2 separate regions of the Gasterosteus aculeatus genome follow, and region 1 is linked to region 2. Evidence: chromatin contacts called from public Hi-C data. All regions are on one chromosome and are shown on one strand. The core of a region is the stretch at or near the end of the contact, and the rest is flanking DNA. Distances in the headings are between cores, read along the strand shown. Region 1 overlaps LOC120825047 (lysine-specific demethylase 4C). Region 2 has its middle 17 kb from the start of ptprdb.

Region 1 (6,867 bases), core at 3,158-5,657, 74 kb after region 2:
GCACCGTCTCCTCCACCTATCGAGATTCTGAACGCCGTGCGAGACCCCTTGTGTAGGCAGAGGGACCTGTGTGTTTGTAAAGAAGTCCCTCTATTGGTGGAAAAATGTATTCGTGTGAAAACGGGTCATTTAAAAGTGCTGCACGCGGCTTGACGTTTCGGTGTGAGGGAGTTTGTGGGAACGTCAGAGTCTAACCTACTTCTCCCCATGCCTGTGTCTTCTCTGGGGTGTATTTGGGCGCCTGTGTTGAGCCATGCGTGAAGAACATTCCCACAGTAAATAATGCATGTGTGAGCGCGTGATAGTAAATTATAAATGCATTGGGCTGCTGCTGCAGGGGCAACGGGTCCGATGCAAGCACGTGGCGCACGGAGCCAACCTACACATGATGCATCGCACAGGAGAGAAAAGGCATCACAGCAATAATCTCAACACGTGTGTATTGTACCGAACGTTTTAACATGATGGTTAAAACTGTTTCTTAATAATTCAAAAAGGTAATTTCAAAGAGGGGCCATCTGTTTCAGCATCAGCATCCTCTCAGAAAGCGCTGCTGTCAGCATTTTAATTAGTGCAAACATTGTGCGTCATCACAAAGTGTGAGAAAAACTTGATGTGGTCCGATCAGATGCAGGTTCCAAAAGGGAAGAAGCGGCGTACACTTATTCATCAAAAGAGTCTTCAGCGTCGCCCGCTGCGAGCGGCACTGCGACCGAATGAACAGCTTCCAACAGCTAAAGAAGGAAAGCACCGTTTCCATGAAGTAAAACAAACCAGATCATAACGAGATCTGAAAGATGCAACCATCATCGGGGGAATGTCCCGTGCTTTTTGGCATCTGGATATAAATACTGACACTTTGTGGGCCGTGTTGTCATTAACTTCAATGTGCTGTGAGCTCAGTAAACGCCGCGTGCGGTGGCTAACGTCCCCGTGTCCATAAAGTCAGGGCCCCATTTAGGGCCGTAGTGTCCCTGCAACTGTTAGTTCTGTTATGGTGGACACGGCTGAACGTAACTTGGTGGAGTTCACACAGGAAGATCCACTCGCCTTCCATCAGTGAAAAGGTTCAACAGACTCACTTTGCATCTCGTGTTAACCAGAGACGTGTTCGGTTTATTGGAAACGTTCACTCCGCATGAGGAAAAAGCATGTCGACACATTGCCGAAGATTAAAGTAGCCGACTAAAACAATTAGTAATTAAGAGGAGGCCGACCGCTCAATCAATACTGTTGAAAGATGAAGACATTGACCTAATATTTGGTTCTTTAGAATACCACGAGTATGAAACCACTACGGTTGTCTTTGGAAATCATCTTCTTCCATTTCTAGCTTTGGAAACTAGTCCGTTAATAACGCAAATTGTGCTTTTAATCCAATCAGTTAAGTTTCTGCTGGAAAAGTGACAGAAGTGAGAATCGCCGTGCGTCCATTTTTCTTTCTGCTGAGCGAACACGGCGCCTGCAGCAGAGAGCCGAGTACAGAGGCAACATGTCACACACACACGGTTAATTATCTAGGTTTGATGTTCGTCTCACATTGTTAATTAGAACTGGGAACACTTCATTAATTAGACTGAGCCAGTCCTCAAGGACCAGGGGAATTCCAGTGCAGCATCAGAGAGAGTGTGTGTGTCCTCACCAGTTTATACCGCTGCATGGGGATCCCACTGGTGTCGATGGGACTCCTCTTGGCTTCGTTGCTGAACCGTGCCTCTGGCAGTGCTACGGCACACATGACGTGGGCCCATCTGTACACACACACACACACACACACACACACAGTTTGATGATTAAGACGATTCCTCCGCCTGAGCTCACAGACGAGTATCCAGAGCTAATCAGAACAAAACCCGGTCTCACTTGTCGCTTTGGGTTTTCTTCAGAGCTCCACCTCTGAGGTTACACAGACAGCATTCCTAAAGAAATCATTTAAAAAAAAAAAAAAGCAAGTATGAGAGAAAGATCTTTTTCTCCTCCGCACCAATACCATTACAAACTGCCTCGTGTGGTCCAATTAAATTCGTTGGAAATCTGCAGAGTGGTTTTATTTGTAAATGTTGCTCTGTGTAATGCGCTCGTCATTATACGTGATAATGATGATAAAACAAGTCTGCGGGTGAAAGACGTCACACAAGGACTTACTGCCGTAAAGCTTCCTTCCGCACAGCGGTCGCACGACCACTGCTCGCTGAGATCGGCCGCAGCAACACCGTAGCAACCTAGAGGAGGAAGTGGTAGATGAGGGGGGGAAATAATATTAAATATCACACCCACTCAGATGCTGCTGAACCGCTTCACTCTAACCCGGTGGCCTCTTTCCAAGCCGCCATTCACAGAAAGCAGCCGAACGCCGAACACACCAGAACGCCGTTTCCACGGACGTCCGCCTGGTTGCACGCAGGCTTCTGTCCGTGTGGCTGACCAGGTTCAGACGGAGAGCCGGGTCATAAGTCCGTGAAGGGGAGCGGTCGTGGCAGAGAAACAAATGCAGAGCCTTTGTTTCTAAATGCATGTTTTGTGTTTGTCCATCTGCGCATCAAAAGAGCCCTTTGCAGACAGCCAGACCTGCTGGGGGGGCCGGGGGGCCGGGAAGGAAGCAACCCGGATGACACGGCTGACAGACGCCGCAAAACATGAAGCATGAAATTCAGCCGCTTTGAGTAAATATTGTTGTTTTGCTGAGTTTAGTTGGGTGTCCTTGGTCCCGCGGAACGGCAGACGGGTTCGATGGAAAGATGAATGCCGGTGGCTCCCGGCAGAAAGACATTTGGGAATCTAAAAGTAAGACAAATGAGTCTCTTTTCAAAGCTGACAGCTGGTTAAAATTCAGTCTTCCAGATTTTAGCTGCTTGGAATTTTTATATGCAAGAAACACTTAAAAGTCTGTGTTCTTCATTCTTTCCCCGAACTATCCATCACCAAACATCAAATCCAAGCTCACCTATATTTCCGTTCCCGAGTTCAAATAACAGTGCAGGAGGGAAGGAAAGCAACATCAACTTGTACTTATTGTAGATTCTCTAAACCAGCGGTTCCCAAACTCAAAAACGCCGCGGCCCACTTTGAAATCTGAAAATCTTTGGCGGCCCACCCAAACCTTTAATCACAACTCTGGTTAAATTCTTACGGTCATTTAATCATTATGTTTTGATCAAACTCAAACATCCGCGAGCAAAAGTCCGTCTCGCGAGGTATTTGCTCGCTTGAAACGTGAGCTTCGTTGCTCGCGAGGAGAATCTCTGCTCGCGCTGGAAGGAGTTTTCTACGCGCTCGCTGTGGTTCTTTCTGACAGTGAGGGGGAGACGGTGCTTTCAGGGTCCGATCGATGCCGCGAGGTGCGTCCGCTCCCGCCGCCCCCCTCGCCATCCGCGCCTTTAATCTTCGGCTCCTTTTAGAATAACTTATTTCCCCGTTAAGATGGTTCAGCTGCTGTAGAGAAAAGGGCGCCGTCTCTCGCTCTTTAATCTCATGAAGTGCTCGGCGAGAACGACAGCTTTATTTCTCCGACGCGCCCTGAAAGCAGCTCCGTATCTCAGCATCTCGCCGTCGTAGACGAGCTTTGGCGTGTTTGGCAGAGTGAACAACCAGTATGGATCAACCGATTAACCAATTGATCCATGTGTATATAAGGCGCTCCGGATTATAAGACAGTCGTTTTTTGAGGAAATTAAAGCCTTTTAAGTGCGCCTTGGAGTGCGGAAAACGCGGTATATTGACTTTAATACCACAAGAGGGCGCCGCGTTTGTTGAACAACGACAGGCGGACAAGAGCAGCCGTTTCCAGCGAGAGCCTTATTGTTTTATTAATCTGTCCGTTTAAATTGTTTGTGCTTCATCAACTAATGTTTCACATAACTAATGTGTCGCATCATAAATACATTTTATATTAATTTAATATAAAAAACTTTATTTATTGTAAATGACCTCTCGCGGCCCACCTGCAGTACCTTCGCCCACACTTTGGGAATCGCTGCTCTAAACCAAACGTGTGGCTTTTCCATCAGTGTCAAATGACTCGCACCCCCCCACTCAGTCTACATATACACACACATGCACCCGGCCACACACACCTACAACAACACTAGTAAAGCTGTGGATTTGGACAGCGTGTGATATGTGTGTGTACGTCTGGCTGTGGAAGACCAGCTGAGCGCTTAAGATATTGGTAAAAACATTGAAGGATTTGGAACGAGACCTACGGTTCTTAAATTGTGTGTATGGGGGATTGAGATAACGTGTCCAGTGCGACAGAGGTTCCAGTTCTATTCCCTCATTGAGTCCGTGTGTGTGTGAGTATGCGTGGTCTTCTGGCTCGGGGATTTTGCACAGGAAGTATGTGTGGTGAAGACAGAGGATTCGCCGACATTTGGCCGACGAGGGAAACAAAATACTCCAAACCGCACAGCGGGGGGGGGCACACGGAGGGAGGAGAGGGGGTGGAACATTGAGACAGAGCCAGGGCTTAAACCCACTGACCCTCTTACAACGACATGACAAAACACCACATCTAGAAACAAACAATGTGGCTTGGTGAGCTAGAAGGTAAAACTACACCACAAGCAGCAGTATCCACACACACACGCACACACACACACACACACACACACACACACGCCGTCGTGCATACGTACTTGCATGGACTTGCAGGCAACAGCCCTGGCAGTAGAGCAGAGGGGAGGTGCCGTCTTCCTGCAGCAGCGGGTTGGTGGGAGTTGGGGGAAAGTTCTGCTCCCGGAAAGAGAAGCAGATCTCGGGGACCAGAGGGCGAGTCCGCCTCAGACCTCTGCAGGGCCGCGCGGGGCCCTCCGACGGAGAGGAGGAGCCCTTCGCTACGGTAGCTGCGCCGTCTTCTGCCTGAATAAACAACTCAATTTTAACAAATACGTTCTTCAGAACCTCCTTAACTAAGGTGGAAAAGTATCTTCATAATTAAAGTCATTCTGGATGGATTTTCAGCCCGGGGGGATTTACAGGAGCTGCTTTTTGTATTAAAACAATGATATGCTGCAAGAAAGCCACGTGACTGTCATCCCCAGAGGGCTTCCAATGAATTCATTTCACTTCTAGAATTAGTGGTAATCATTTAGCCGTCATTAAGTTATTTGCGCAGACACTGGCAAACTAATTAAACGGCTCTTTTCGAGACAACGCTTTCACAACTATCAGTGTCACACACACACACACACACCTCAAACCGGCTATAAAATAAAAGGTCCATTGGCAAAGACAATATCACCTCTAACGTGACATTACAAGAGCGTGTTTGATTCACTTGCAGGTATAAACTTGTTGCATCATCATAGGAGTTGACTGATGTCAGAGATCTATTGGATCCCTCTGTGACATGTGATTTCTTTCCAGTTGTGACACTATTCACTCAGCTGATGAAACGGTGTTACAGTAACAGCTTTAATCAGAACTTCATGTGAAAAAGTCCTTAAACATAATTGTGTCAAAAAATATTTCTACTTCTGCCATTTTCTACGAGAGGAAAATTCTGATTAAAACTGTTCTAGTCACTGATCAGCGCAGGTAAAACTGAAACCTGCCCACCTCACCAGCATTTTAGCTGGTTTGAGTTTTGACCCTCTGTGGGGCTCAACACATGAGACAAGCATCCAGCGAGGCCTCTGCTCTACCTGCTCATAAGGGCTGAACAGTGTGCACACGGCACAGTGCGGCCGCATGGTGGCTGCATAGGCATTGAACTCCCTCTCCGCCGTGAAGCAGCTCTTCCTGTTCTGCCACAGGTAGATGAGGGGTTTCGCCCACGCCTCCATTTCCTCCCCCTCCTCTCCCTCCTCGTCCTCGTCGTCGTCCCCCTCCTCCTCCTCGTCGTCCTCTTCCAGGCTTGCGTCAGGGGGCTCTAAGTGGAGACACAACAAAGCCTTACAACCACTAATCTATTCAACGGTTTTCCCCACTACGCCCTAGCTGATGATTCGGCCCATACAGAGCCACTCCTGGTCTGGTAGTTTGTTCTTTAAGCCAGTTCGGACTCACTACGGAAATCTGCATCATTAACAGACTTGCTGCCAGGTTTTGATCTAATCCCTCAACAGTGGTGACAACTTCCCCCCAGTGACCTGAAACACCGTCGCAAAGAAGTGAAGCCTGTGTGCTGAGAACAAAATAACTAAAATGATTAAGAGCTCTCATCATCATAAAATCGGCTTCTCACAGCCGCGGTAATTTCTCCGGGATAAACAAATAAAATGGCTGCTGAATTATTCATCTGTTTTCACAGCCATGCAGATGATGAATACCATGGTGTGTGTGTGTGTGTGTGTGTGTGCATTAGCAGTTGTTAATTGAGGGCCCTGCCTCCCACCATGTGAGGACCAGGAAAACAAGCAGCAGCACAGGGGCATTTCACTGTGGTGGGCCTGAGAGTTAGTTTGGTTTGGTTTGACGTCAGAACAATCATTTAGAGGGGACTGTGGGGGGGCGGCCCATTGTCTCACTAGCCACTACTTCTCAACAGAGCAGTGTGTGTATATAAAGTACAATCGGGTTTGGCCTCTGCATTGTGGTTCACTGCAACGCGACCAGCCGAAGTCACATGATCGCGCTCTCTTGGCCCGGTGCCATCCGCCCGTGCAGCGCCAACGCGAGCACGGCTCTCCTGCGCGTGCACGCGCCCCTGTGTGAGTGACTGGGGGTTTTCTGCTTTTAGCAGTAGCTCTCAGTGAACTGTGTGTGGGTGAGTGAGTTCCCACCGTCGTCACTGGCAGCCTGCTGCTTGACGGCAGTGGGCACGGCCCTCGCGGTGGGCTTCCTGAGTGGGTGGCGCCGGCTCTTAGTCGTCCTCTTCACTGACAGCGCAGCGTACTGGCGTGAACAGGCGCAATTAAAAAGCATTAA
Region 2 (6,790 bases), core at 2,571-5,070:
TTCCCAAATGCAATTTCCTCGATGTGAAAAGAGCAGCTCCGTGTTCATCGCTCTATATTCCCTTCTTAGTGTTCCATAAAAGCTTCTTCAGGGCTGTTAGGCCGTTTGTTCTTGTGCTCTTTATTATTTTTGTCCCTCATTTTCACCCTTTACTGACTCCACACACACACACGCACACGCACACGCACACACACACACTCTTCTCCTGCTCTGTGTGTGTCTCCAGTGTGTGATTACAGTGCATATCGCAGCACGAGCGTTTCTTTGTAATGCTGCTTTTAGTGCTTTACATTCTGGGCCCGGCTGAACTCATTCTTTTGTATTTGCAAAAATCAATTTGAGCAATTTTGGACTTTTTTCCTTTTACGTAATGTTATATCTAGAGTAAAAAACCTTTTACACAATATTAATGTTTTTTACGGTTCTATTGCGATCCAGAAGGAGGTTTATTTTGCCCTGCGGCTAGGCGACGAGAACCTCTATTGTCCAGGATAAATCAACGTGAGTGAAAACAGACTCAACCGCCGGCCGAGGAGCAGAGAACTCAGAGAGAACGTGAGCTGTGGGGCAAAATTGTGCGTGTGTGTGTCCTTGTGTAATCCAGATGTTTGACTAAAGACAGAACTCTCGTATTCTTATAACAGAACCTAAAGGGAAGCTAATGATGTGGTGGGCCGCACGTGTTTGTGATACATCTGGCCGCGTCTCTGTCTGCGTGTGTGTGTGTGTGTGTGTGTGTGTGTGTGTGTGTGTGTGTGTGTGTGCGTCTCCATCATTGGAGGGTTGGAGTGCTTTTCTTTATGTCTACATGTGGTCTATGTGTGGAGGGGTGGGGTCAAATGTCAGGTGTAGGCGCGGGGGCGTCACTCGTGGAGCATCAAAGATCCAGGTGTGTGTGTGTGCGTGCGTGTGTGTGTGCGTGTCTCTCTATGATGCCGAGATTAGAGGCAATTATCGAAATGTCACGGCTCTCGCGGGCCGCCGCTCGCCGCCGCCTCTCATAAGTCACCAGCTGAACTTTCACGGTGATGAAACAAGGGCCCCTTTGACGGACTATTGGCCTCCACTCGTTAGGCCGCTCGCCGGACATTCATGCTGCGTGTGTGGGGGGTCATGTAAGGGTGTAGGTAGGGAGTGCTGTCATTACTGACTCAGGCTGCCGGTTAACGTTGGCTCTGTTGCATGTCGGAAAAACACTTCATTCACTTTTATAGCAGGAAGAAAATGTAATTCATTATCTAGATGAATTTCTTTTTCAGCGTCTAATCACTTTTACACATGGGGCGGCCTGGGCTACAACATGAAGAAACTCCTCTGAGAGTGTGTTGCGTAAGCCGCTGTGTTTTTATGTTGAATTCTTTTTTGTCCACTTGGTCTGTGACGCAGGTCCTCAGTGAACCCGCTTGTCACTCGTCTGCTCTGGTCAAACGCAGCTATAGAGGAAATATAAAGATCTCTACTGCAAATGTTATGGATCTCGGGACATTTATTGTGAAAGGTTAAGATTCAGGCTTAATCATCACATTAACGCATTAATTAGTAACGCCAACAATTAGGTTATTGTGCATTTTTTGAATGACTATTTTGAAAGTTCTGACTCTGACTGCATACAGACGAACCAGGGCCACGGGGCGGGGGGGGGGGGCAGCTGAGTGTTCCCCCTGCACTTCGGTTCATATCGTACTAGTTTTGAAATTAAAGCGTGTGATACTTTTGAATTCATTTTTTAATTTTATTGCAGAAATGCCACAAGTCACAGCAATTCATCGCAAAAACCTTTGATTGAAAGGGGGGCGGGGGCCCTGAATTTGAAGCGTCCCCGTTGACGCCATGGAGGTAAAAAGCGAGGCGGGCGTAGCGCTGGGGGCGGGGCCTCCTTCCCTCATGTGAGAGTTGCTCAGTGGTGCACGAATCGGAAAGCGTTACAACGAGAAAACGTTCTCGGGATAAAAAAGCAACGTGTGATGAACCAATACATCGTAATTCCCCTTTTTGGCCACTTTATAGAGAGAAACCAACCGGCTTAAATCTGCACTGACAATCCAATGAATTGCCCCCCGCTGTGTGAAGAAGGGACGTTGGTTCTGACATCACCAGTGGTGGTTTTTCATTTCCAGCAGTGGAGGCTCTTCCGGCCCCGGGGCTCCGGCATCGAGCCAGCGGAACCCGCTGTCACGAGCCACTGGCTCACCTAAATGGAATGGAGCCATCATTACTGCAACTGGATACACTGTTTCTCTGTTATTAGTTGAATAATATCCGCGGTAGGAGAGAGGTCCAATGCTTACGGTAAATACTTGTTTTCCTGCGCGTCCCATCGGCCCAATGTTCCCTCATTGCACCGACTCCCCCTCCAGCGCCGTCATTGCGAGTCGGGGTCACAGGTCACCCAGCCTTTAATCATTTTCAATAAGAGACCATCTTTGGGATCCTCTCTGCTGCAACTGAGGCAAGATTTTCTAATCTCCAAAATCATACAATTATGGGACGATGTGGACATACGTGGGGCATCGGTTCACCGGCGCTCAGTTTCCACCATCCTCCAGGCTAAGAAACAAAGGTTCAAAGCCCACCCATCCCTGACGGCATGATGTGTGAGGGGAAGAAAAGGCTGCACACTATAGCGTGGAATAAAGTGGAGGCATTTTGTGCAGGTTTGGAGCGCACGATGTGTAACGCTTGGTTAGAGAGGGGAGCCGAGGCAGAGTTCACGCATGACTTACAACAACAGCAACATGGAAAACTGATCAATGAGTAGGTTGACAGCACAGCGCACTGTGCCTGCAGGGCCGTGTGTGTGTGTGTGTCTGTGTGTGTGTGGCCGCTTGTCTGCACATACAGGGAGCATCCATGCATATGCACACCATGAAAATTGAACCCACATATTCATATGTGTTTGTCAGTGGATAAGTGTGTGTGTGTGTGCTGGTCCATGCTGTGTCATGACGCTCATCAAACACGGCCCCCAGATTTCATTTTAGTGAAACTCGATAAGCAGAATCCCTTATCGCTTAGTGCTGACTCATTATCTTTTGGTATCTGTGCGTGTGGGTCGTGGTGAGTGTGTGCGAGCGGGCACGCACATCTGCCCCCCCTCCCCCCCTCCCCCCACCCCGTCAGTGTGTCTGTGCGTGAGTGCTTTTGCTTGGACCCTCTGAGCTGAGGAGTTTCTCATTCACATCGCGCTGATGGGAAATCTGCCGCACCGCTTGATTGTGTTCGGTGTTCTGGGTCAGCACACCCAGATAAGTGTGTGTGTGCGTGTGTGTGTGCGTGTGTGCGCGTGTGTGCGCGCAGTGGAATGGAATTGCCTCGTCCTCTCTCCTTTGCTGCCTCTGTGGCAGCTTGCAGCCGCTTCTGACTCTTTGCGTCCATCAGAAGCACTTTGATGACATGGCCTGATTGACGCCCCCTGTCGTCCTCACCTGGAACTACACCGTCATCCAGGTGTTTCCTCCTTCTGCTCAACAACTAATGAGACAGAAAACTAAAAGTGGGAGTTTTGCAGTACGAAGATGCTGGTCAGGGCTTCACGTGCTTGCGGACACAAGCGCGTGGCATGTGGGGAATCACACGCGTGACGGGGAGGTCCATTCCCACGTTTCTCTCACGGGAGAGTCTGTGCCTTTCAACAGACTGACTGACACCACCTCACGTTCATTTGTTCACCTGTAAAACGTGCCCCCACCCGCCCCTCCCTTTGTTGGAGTCGGGGATCATTACGCGCGGCGTCTGCGTCGAGAGAGAAAGGGAGAGAGGGGGAGAGAGCGACAGGGGGAGAGAGAGGGAGAGAAAGCGAGAGGGGGGGAGAGAGAGCGCGCGCGGCGCATCGGGCACATCGGCTGCAGCCCCGCTGGATGTACGACGGACGGAGAACTGCTTCTTCCTTTACTTCCCCTCCGCGTCTCCCCCGACGGACGGACGCACGCGCCGGGCGGGATGCTGGATATGGTGAGCGCCGTCTGCCGCCGTGCCCCCCCCCCCCCCTCCCCCGTGTAGTTGTTTCTGTTGATGTGTACGTGCGCGGAACAACTTGTCACGTATGGAAGCGCTTATGCGCATCGGCACTCATGCCTTCATGTGCGCGCGCGTGTGTTGCGCGCGTGTCACTAACGACTGTGAGCTGACACGCGCCTTATCTTCCCTCCCCAGGACGAACTGTTGTTTCGGTTGTTTTTCTCCTTTTGCATTTGTCATATTCAGGACTTGCAGTGAGTTCACATCGATCCCCCCCCCCCCCCATTCAGCCCCGATCAATGGTGTTTATTACTACGAGCCACGGTTCTGATTTGTATTGAGCTCGCCACACAACAGCCCCCCAGCCCCGGTGTCCGCTCCCCGCGGCGCCCCGCTGCTGGATGACTCCAGTAAACATGGTTATCAGTCTCTGCTCTGATGCCGATGGGAGATTAAGGGGGCTGTAAACCGCTTGGTTTTCCACTGGGGCTTGGTGCCCCCCCCCCATTCAGAAGGCATTTTGTCAGACAGAAGCGGCACACATCTGGATGCTGGATGCTGAGAGGGGAACCCGGGATCAACATTAACGTCCGTCGGTCGGTTCAACCTGATTTTTTTCTTTCGCGAGATAATTTATGCAAATCTGCGTGAACACTTCAGACGCCAATAGGCCCACAGTGGATTATAGGGGGGGTTCTGAACTCTGCCAGCCTGCACCCAATCCGGTTGGACGCGCTGTAGACATTGCAGTTGGGGATGATCGATTTACCTGACCCTGCAGACCCGAGGCAGGTTGTGACACTGTTATATTTCTCGCCGCTGTGCAGCTCGATCGCTGTAATTTGTGCGCGTGTGTCTGACTGTAAAGTCAGCAGTCTTGCTCGCCATCTCCAGCAGCATTACAGACCTCGCCGGCTTCACGGATCAATCATGCAAGTACTTAAGTACGCAATTATGGGTAATATATGTAGGTACATATCAAGTGAGTGGACATGTGTTGGCCTCGTGTTTCCCCGCTAAGTGCCTTACAGGTACATCGGCATTAGCCGCTACTTTAAATGCCAAATTATTGATCCATATTAATGCAAGCGTTGAAATGTTCTTGTCTAAAATGTGTCAGATGATCCGCCGTTGTTTCCACAAACTGCTTAATCGGCGCTCTCCGGACGTTTGACCTCAAACAGAACCGCGCTCCCATAGCGGGCGTTGGTCCCCTTTTGTGCTCATAAAATGTATTTGTGTGCAATGAAATAATAATAATACTTTGTTATATCGTTGCTAAAGGGCCCATGAATCATCTGTAGGATTTTTTCACATTCAAAACTATTGATTGACCTTTTTATGATCGAAGTGATGCGAAGTAGTCAACGCGAGCCGACCCCCGACCCGCGTTTCACCGGCGCAGCCTGCTGCTGTGGGGTCAGAGGTCACATGCTGCTCTGTGGACGAACAAGTGCTCTGACCCTCAGCTGCTCTCACGCCGCGTGTGTGTGAGTACATGCGTGCCGATGCAGCTGTTCCTCCTCTGGTGGAGATTACGCTTCACGAGCCGCGGTGGATGGTGGATGTGTTGTGCTGCGTGGGGGGGAGGGGGTGTACGGGGGGGGGGCAGCGAAGGCAACTCTTCCCGTCACGCACAGAAAGAAGCTTCTTTTCTTTCTGTGCGCCGAGGAGCTTGAAAAGGAATCACACCTACGTGTTCTTCTTCCTTTCTCCCTTTTCACTGCGACTCAAGGCCTCTCCTCGGGGGCTGCTGGGGGGGCGATGCTCGGCCGATGGAGGGCGAGCCAGCACCTAGTCGCTCTGTGTGTTTTGGAAAGGGGAGACGGGGGGAGACGGGGGGGGGGGTGATTATACAGACAGCTTCAAATCCTTTCTCGCCCATAAACACCGTATCGAATCGGTAATTAGCAGCAACCAGATGAAAAAAGGCTTCACCTGTGGAGAGGCGCATATGGCCAGGTATTAAAAATTTAGATTTCAGACTCCCCCAACACTCCCTTTTCACTCCCCCGTCGCTCCCTTTTATCCCTCGTCTTCCTGCTTTGCTCCGTCTTTCTTTCTCATTTTTCTTTTTCTCAAATCTGTCATGGCATCAGGTCCCCATCTCCATCCTGTGTGTGTGTGTGTGTGTGTGTGTGTGTGTGTGTGTGTGTGTGTGTGTGTGTGTGTGTGTGTGTGTGTAGATATGGAGTACGTGTGAAACGCAGGACAGAGAAAAATGGAGGATCTTCAACCAGCCACAGATGAATAGAAAGAAAGGGTTTGTGTTTGGGGTGATCCCATAATGCCCCCCCCCCCCCCTCCTGCCCAACCAGAGGGCACAACAACAACACCGTCCGTTTCCAAACCAACCCTCCACACACACCTGCGCCGTGTGCCCCACCCATCCTCTTCCCTCTTGCACTTAACGTCCTCGTCCTCCCTTTCGCTTGTCCTCCTCCTTCAATTAACGTCCCCTCGCTGTCTCTCCCGTCTCCCACATCTCTCCCCCGGCTCGCATGACGCTTTGCCAGCGCGAAAAAGATAAAGAAGCGGAGCCACAAAACCACAAAGCCGTATTCATTTAAAAGTCTTATCCCCCCCCCCACAGAAAGCCCGTCTCCTGCTCTCTCTGGCTCTCCTTCTACGTGTCCCCCCCCCTCCGTCCCTCGTTGCAGCACACGGTGTAATCTGGGGGCTTAGCGGCTGCAGGACTTCCACGTCGTTCCTCTCCCCGTGCCAGAGGATTTGCTCTGGTGTCCCTCTCTCCGTCCTGCATCTTCTACGCCGGTTCATTTGTTTGATGCTTTACTCGTTTTAATCTCCTGGCATGTTTGGCTTCGGCCCTCTC

What was found. Hi-C and Micro-C count contacts between places; a contact is called where the count stands out from the background.
Region 1: a contact with region 2 is called in a Hi-C map of skeletal muscle, with 2.7 times the contacts expected there. The contact joins two enhancer-like sites. A contact is called at or near these places in 2 of 6 Hi-C or Micro-C datasets (skeletal muscle and whole body).

The regions. Positions count from the first base shown.
Region 1 is chr9:714,679-721,545 of fGasAcu3.hap1.1, forward strand. It overlaps LOC120825047 (lysine-specific demethylase 4C), which reads right to left. Exons shown (of 22, transcript XR_013450742.1): 12 at 6,723-6,834; 13 at 5,643-5,869; 14 at 4,635-4,857; 15 at 2,146-2,222; 16 at 1,864-1,919; 17 at 1,643-1,751. Among protein-coding and RNA genes, the nearest start is that of LOC120825047, 14 kb to the right of the region's middle. Within about 2 kb of position 4,408, at least 4 of the 9 cell types and tissues checked have open chromatin away from gene starts, as enhancers often do.
Region 2 is chr9:641,366-648,155 of fGasAcu3.hap1.1, forward strand. No RefSeq gene overlaps it. Among protein-coding and RNA genes, the nearest start is that of ptprdb, 17 kb to the right of the region's middle. Within about 2 kb of position 3,821, at least 4 of the 9 cell types and tissues checked have open chromatin away from gene starts, as enhancers often do.